Linked DNA regions of Mus musculus: region 1 is linked to region 2. A link is a contact called in public Hi-C data. All regions are on one chromosome and are shown on one strand. The core of a region is the stretch at or near the end of the contact, and the rest is flanking DNA. Distances in the headings are between cores, read along the strand shown.

Region 1 (3,580 bases), core at 612-3,111, 6.0 Mb before region 2:
TTTCTGCTAGACTTCCCACTGAAGGACAGCCGGGATGTTTGCAGTCTGGCTATCAGAAACATTAACACTGTTTTCCCCTCTCTGGTTGTGTGCTCAGCATTGAACCGCCCCTCCCACCAGGAAGTACGATGACTTTCCCGTTATCCTAAAGAGTGGATCTCCAAGTGTTTTTGTTTGTTTGTTTGTTTGTTTGTTTTTTGTATTTTCTGTATTCATTCAACGAGCATCGCCTAAGCAACACCAGTGTATGTTGGGCGCGAGCTGTGCTGGGAGGCAGGCACCAGGACACACTCTGTCCTCTCTTACACAGAGCCCAGGGTCAGGGACCTCCTCACGCAGCACACAAATAAAATCCTAATAACAAGTTCGACCACACGTGACGAGAAGGCAAGGCAAGGGGACCTAGGAGAGCCTTCAGCAGGCGGATTTGAGGAAGGAGGGAGGCAAACGGAGGTTTTGCAGGGGCAGTGACGTGGGGTGCCGAGCCCCCCAACCCCGAAGATGAAAGGGAGTTAGGCCGAAGGATAACAGCACGTTTCCAGGGCGGGGGACACTGGGGAGGAACAGCCTGTGCAAAGGCCCGGAGGTGGGAAGCTTCGCACACGGCCAGTCTGGGGAAGTGAAGGGCCCGGTGCAGCAGTGTGCGGAGCGGGGGACGAGCCAGGGCCAGGCTGGTGGCCCAGGAGGTCTGCGCGGCCACGGTGGAACTTTGGCCCCGGGGGACCGGGAAGCCAAAGAAGGCAAGGATGGGTCCCGAGCAGTGTGGGAAGAAGCGGGGGCCCGCGACCCCGCTGCTCCCGGCCCTCGCCGAGGCCCTCCCCATCGCTCGCGCCCCGGCCTTGTCAGCGCCCCCCCTCCCCCCACCCCAGGACCTCACGCCGCCACCCGCTCACCGCGACTCCGGCCTCTGTCCCCCTCGCGCCCCCTCAGCAGCGCCTCTCCGCAGACGCTGCCGCCGCCGCCATCTTCCGCCCGCCGCCGTGACACGGCGCAGGCGCTGCACTAGTAGGGCCGCCGGGAAATGGAGTCCGGCACCGCGGCCGGTCCCCGCCCCTAAGGCGTGCCGCGTCGGCAGCCGCCCGCCCTCCCCGGGCGTCCACCGGAGCGGCCGCCATTTCCGGCCTTCGAGCGCCATGCCTTCTGGGAAATGTAGTCCGCGCTGCGCAGGCGCCGGACGGAAATGGGAACGAAGGCTTCTGGGAAATGGAGTTCCCAGCGGTCCGGAGTCCCTCTCCCTAGACGGCTGGCTAACGTTGAGTGGAGAGTGCTGTGAGTGGAGTTTCTGGGTCTTAGAGGAGATCTGGTGCCTTAATGGGGTCTGAGCAGAAGCCCTGAGCCTTTCCACCGCCGACCCTGACTCTGTACGGAGCCTGCAACATTCGCAGACGTCAAAAGCCTCAGTCTTCCTGTCTGTCCAATGGGAATGTGGTTTCAGGAATCTCTGCGGGCTACTTAAACGGTGTTGTATAGGGACTTGTGGAGTCCTGAGCTCTGTCAACCTCCTTTCTTTCGTGGAAGACATGCGGGGTTCTAGAGTTTCCCTCCTTTAGCTGGAGATGATGAAACACTTAGAGGCAGAAAGATTCCCCGGCTCCCGCTCTGTTGCTCTAGGGCTTTTGGGATCAGCAGGGTGTGGCTCTCTACCCCACGCCTTGTAGTCCCCGACTCTTCATCCATCGCAAGCTTCCAGGTGCCAGGACCGAGGCTCCCAGTGCCTGAGGTCTCTCTTCTTGAGATCCCGCAGGGGGCGCCCCAATCCGAGGGCGCCGCGCTCGGGGAGGCGGGCGGGGAGCCCGGGGCGGGCCCGGGAGGGGGTGTCCCGGCTATAAAAAGTGGCTGCCTCCCAAGGCGCCTGGGCCAGCGGGACTCCCGGGCTGTGTGCCTCAGGTCGGAACTCGGGGCTAGTGCCTGTAGAGAGACCGAAGCACTCGGTTCCCCCAGGGGGGCCTCAGCCTGGGTGTGTGGGGGCGCAGGCCCCGGGGATGCTGGGCTCAGTGAAGATGGAGGCTCATGACCTGGCCGAGTGGAGCTACTACCCGGAGGCGGGCGAGGTGTGTCCTCGGGGATGGCGGAGCGGGAAATGGGGGGCAGGTGTGGGGCTTAAATGCAAGCAGGCGCTGTGGTGTGGGCCCAGGTGGGAGCAACAGACCTGAGGACACAGATTCTAGGTGTGGGAGTCGGGGGACAAGGTTTGGGAGAACGATTTAGACTGCAGATCCATGCGAAGGCTTGCTTCCAACGGAAGAAAATGTTAGCAATGAAACCTCGAAGTTATACTTGAAAGGTGTCGAGCCCCTGAGTCGAATGAACAAATTGGAGGTGGGAACCGGAGCTCTAGGGTAGAGCGATAGAGCTGGAGGACCTCGAGAAATGAGTTCTGTAGTAGAGAGGAGAAATACAGAGACTAAGAGGCATTGGTAGTCCGCAGTAAGGAAAAGTTTGTGCCGGAATTCAGGGTTGAAGACGGGGGTTGGGGGACTTCGGGCAGTCGGGGGTCAGAATTGAGGTTCCGGGATAAAGATCAGCTGAGGAGCTAAGGTAGGGGCACAAATAGGGTGGTCGGGGGTCCTTCTGAGGAATCTAATGTAACAGGTGGCTTAGGTAGACTAGTCCTCAGATGACGTCAGCCTTGGAAGATCAAAAGACAAGAGGATCCACATCTGTGTGGCAGGAGTCAGCCATCCTTACCCCGACCCTCAGCAGGGGCTCTCCAGAATGTACACCATCTAGGCATTGCTAGACTTACATTAATTCCTTCACCCCAACAAACAGAAAGTCCCTCTTCACGTCTAACTCCCGTTTGTCCGAGTGCTTCTGCACCCTGTAGTCCATATTGTGATGGTGGGGAGAAGGGCCGAGGTTCTGGACCCATGAGCTCCTGACATAGACGGCTTAAGGTGGGGGGGGGGGGCTCTCGAACAAGTCAAGCTTCAGCGGCTGAGGGAGGTGGCTAGGGTCTGTATTTCCAAGTTGTGGAATTGGACTCCTGGATCCCTAGGGGTAGCTGGTCTTGGAGTTGGCGAGGTGCCCGGGAGGGGCCTGTCCTAGGTCTGGTGAGGTGTGAGGTGGGGCAGAGCTGACCGGGAAGGAATTGGGAGTGTGCAGAAGTAGAAAGGGAGGGGGCTGGAGGTGTTGGTGACTTTGTAGGAAGGCAGAAGCCAGGGTGGTATCTCAGGTCATTGGGAGTTTGAGCATTGGATTTAAGAGAGCCAACTACAAGTCTGTCCTTCTGGGGACACATCTGAAGAAGTTAGTTGAGGGTTCTAGAGAAGAAAAACTAAAATTTGGGAGTACTGTGTGAATGCTCCCCAGCCCTCAGTTGAGGAGACAGTGTATGTAGAGGCTGACGGAAATTGACAGACCAGTTGTGGATATGCATGCCTGTAAACCTAGCATTTGGAAAGCTGAGGCAGGAGGATGAGAAGTTCTAAGGTCGACTACATAGCAAGCTTAATCTACAGAATGAGACTTTGGGGGAAGGAGAGTTAGGTGAGGGCCAGCTTACATGTCATTTGGAAGTATCCACAAAACGAACTAATGGAAAGGTTTGGAGCTAAAGTCTGAAGGTGCCCCTGACTTC
Region 2 (3,277 bases), core at 332-2,831:
CAAGTGCTACCCCAGTCAGTAGAACTGTAGGACCAGAAAGATTAGCCAGAGCCCCATGTAGCCACAGCCATAGGACTTTAGAAGGGTCAGAAAAAGGAGGGATGTATCTGTAACCACAGCACTCAGGAAACAGAGACAACAGGAATAATGTTAGTTCAAGATCAGCCTGGACTACGTGCTGAGTTTGGACTACAGAGATGGATCCTATCTGGAAGAAAGCAAGCCAGAAAAACAACAGCTGCACAAAAATAGTCAGCATAGATAGTAACTGACAAAAATGGTAACTGACAAGACAGTAATGAACAGTTCTAGAGTGATTTGTCTGAGTCTCAGAATGAGCTAGCCTTAAAAAGTCAGGAGGAGGAGGGTGCTGCTGGCTAAGTCTGGAATGTAGAACCGCGGGTCATGCTGGGTGGCACAAATGCTGTCAGATGGCAAAGAGCAGAACAGAGTCCGAACCTGTTCTGGCCATGTTTTTCAAGCTGTGACCAGACAAGCAACAAGAAGCATTTAGACTCTGGCTTCGGCTGGATTCCTAGATGACAGCCTGAAGTCACTGACCCATCCTGAGCTATTTCCTTCTGCCTCCCAAGCACCCTAAGCTCACTCAACATAAGCCAATCGAGAGGCACAATGCCACTCGAGAGAGCCAATGCCACTTCTGCTGTTCTCTAAGCCGCAGTTATGAGTCCTATACCCACGTCCACCTTGGACCCTAGAACTACACAGTTGCTCACAGCCTGTTGCACAATAGAAATCTATTTTAAGGAACAAGAGTCTCGATGTGTTGCCTAGGGTATCCCTGAGCGCCTGGGCTCAAGCCAACTTGATGCCTCAAGCCTCCAGAGCAATTCGAAATTTAAACTAGTTTACATCAATCCGAATCTGGGATTGCGGTGGGATTAGGGGAGCCTGCTTCTGCACCCTTCGACAACGTCCCTTAAAACGTCCAGGCCCTGCGTTTGCTGAATCCTCAGAGAGCAAAGATCCAGTCTAGCCCGGTTCCGCTGCGCTCCGCGTAAGTGTAAGATTGAATGGAACCACCGAGAGCCAAACGGCCACTCACTACCCGCCTCGCTCAAAAATGGTCGCAAGCACTGCTTCCTACTCTACTGGGTGCGCGTCCCAGGAAGTACCCGCTAGACCGCCGAATAGTCACCTCCACAAACGGAAATACCCGAGCTTAACCGAAAAAGACCGAACCTCAAACTACAATGAGGAGGAACCAGGGGGCTGCAAGGGTTGCGCAGGCGCAGAGCACAGCTGAGGCAGGAAAAACCGAAGTGGGCAGGCGACGGAAAGTGCCGAAGCGGCGGGGCGCCCGAGGCCGTTGCCGACCTCCGCATCGAAGCCGCGCCTGCCGCGGAAGCTGAGCCTCCACCGGTACCCTGCGGTACCCTGCCGCCGCAAGCGCGGCTACCGCCTCCTCCTTCCACCTCACCGCAGCCTCCTAGCAGAGGGAGCAAGTAGGCGGGAGAGCGGCGGACCTGTAAAGGCCGGCGTCCGCAGCCGCAGCGGGGCCTCACCAGACCCAAGCGGAAGAGGGGGAGGAGGGCGCGGGGACCGTAGCAGGGGCGGGGCCGAGGATCGCCGAGTCCTCCCGAGCACCTCCGAACACACCCGAGGTGCTTAGCCAGGCCAGAGCCGGACTACGGGAGCCGAGGCGGGCCGTGCGGTGGGCGCGGAGCAGCGCGGCAGGCCGGGCGAGCGGCAGCGGAGGAGGCCGCGGTAGCGGGTCCGAGGAGCGGAAGCGGCGCAGGCGGCGGCGGGGGGCCGGGTGGCCGGGGTCCCGGGCCCCCGCGGCGGCGGGCTGCGGCGGCGGCGGCAGGATGATCAAGCTGTTCTCGCTGAAGCAGCAGAAGAAGGAGGAGGAGTCGGCCGGCGGCACCAAGGGCAGCAGCAAGAAGGCGTCGGCGGCGCAGCTCCGGATTCAGAAGGGTAGGGGTCGGGACCCTGCGTTCGAGGTCAGGGACCGTGGCGAGAAAATGCGGCCCCTGATATTTGGTATTGGTGGTCAGGTTTCGAGGGTTGTGATGCGGGACTGGGGGTGCGGTCACTAGGGAGGGTCATAGATTGGGGCGTTGGGATACTCGGGCCTGGAGTGTTAGGGACGCGGAATCTGTTAGGGGAGGGGTATAGTTTTGAGAGTCAGACGAGAACTTTGCTCTGGGGTGCCGTGTCGTGAAGATTGTGAAGGTTACGAATTGGGAATAAGTGGGAGACGGTTTAGTGTTTTAAACTGGGGACTCGTGGCCCAAGACTCAGGTCCAGAGGGTCAGGCAGAGCAATTTTGAGTTTGAGGTGAAGAGGAGGGAGAAAAGAAGGTTACAGGAACTAAAAAATGTGAGTGTGGGTCAATTTAAGCTACCATACAGGAAATCTCAAGGATGAGATGGGATCTTGGGCTTGTAATAAGATGGAGACGAGGAAGGACAGTGGAGGTGGGTGGTTGATGAGAAGGGGTGACTTAGTGTTGGGGGGCCGGTGTCATGGTCCTTGAATTGCGGTGGACAGATAAACAGTAGTGAGTGGAGATAATGACTAGAGATAGAAAACCTCAGGTTTAAGGTGCTCAGGGTTCTTGGAAGCAAGGGTTATGGGAGTAGAGGTTCTTGGGGACTATGTTGTGGGAACTTGTGGAGGACTTAGCTGGGTAAGGGTTTTCCCAAGAGATGGGCAGTTATACTTGAAGATGCTTGTATATGGGATACTGTGTATCCAGAAGAGTCCACGTAGAGACTGGAAAGTGGAAAGAATATGGAGTAGTACAGACTGAGTTAAAGTACACCACACAAAGCTCTTCAGGTCTAGAAAGCGAACTTATGGGTTCTGCTGACACATGCCCAGACCTCCTTTCTTTTACCTGTTTCTCTCCCTTTCCATGCTGTCCAAACCTAGACATTAACGAGCTGAACCTGCCCAAGACGTGTGACATCAGCTTCTCAGACCCAGACGACCTCCTCAACTTCAAGCTGGTGATCTGTCCTGATGAAGTAAGAGTAAAACAGGGCAGGATTCCCAAGAACAGACCAGGGGTGGCCCCATAAGAGTAGGGTCTTCATTCACTCTCCCCCTTCCTCTTCCAGGGCTTCTACAAAAGTGGCAAGTTTGTATTCAGCTTTAAGGTGAGTCTCAAGTGTACAAAGGTAGCTCTGTGGAGAAGACTGGGTACAACCAAAACACCTTCCCATCTCCTTTCTCTTTTTACACCTTCCCATCTCCTTTCTCTTTTTCTGGAGCCAGGTGGGACAGGGTTACCCACATGACCCTCCCAAGG

What was found. Hi-C and Micro-C count contacts between places; a contact is called where the count stands out from the background.
Region 1: a Hi-C map of B cells shows a contact between it and region 2, with 5 read pairs. The contact joins the promoter of Foxa3 here to the promoter of Ube2m in region 2. A contact is called at or near these places in 1 of 39 promoter capture datasets (cranial neural crest) and 1 of 484 Hi-C or Micro-C datasets (B cells).

What each region holds. Positions count from the first base shown.
Region 1 is chr7:19,021,820-19,025,399 of GRCm38.p6, reverse strand. Foxa3 (forkhead box A3) reads left to right here and starts at 1,861. Exons shown (of 2, transcript NM_008260.2): 1 at 1,861-2,051. The coding sequence starts at 1,983. It overlaps Sympk (symplekin), which reads right to left and starts at 1,023. Exons shown (of 27, transcript NM_026605.2): 1 at 894-1,023.
Region 2 is chr7:13,036,282-13,039,558 of GRCm38.p6, reverse strand. It overlaps Ube2m (ubiquitin-conjugating enzyme E2M), which reads left to right and starts at 1,581. Exons shown (of 6, transcript NM_145578.3): 1 at 1,581-1,938; 2 at 2,899-2,993; 3 at 3,087-3,125; 4 at 3,244-3,277. The coding sequence starts at 1,830.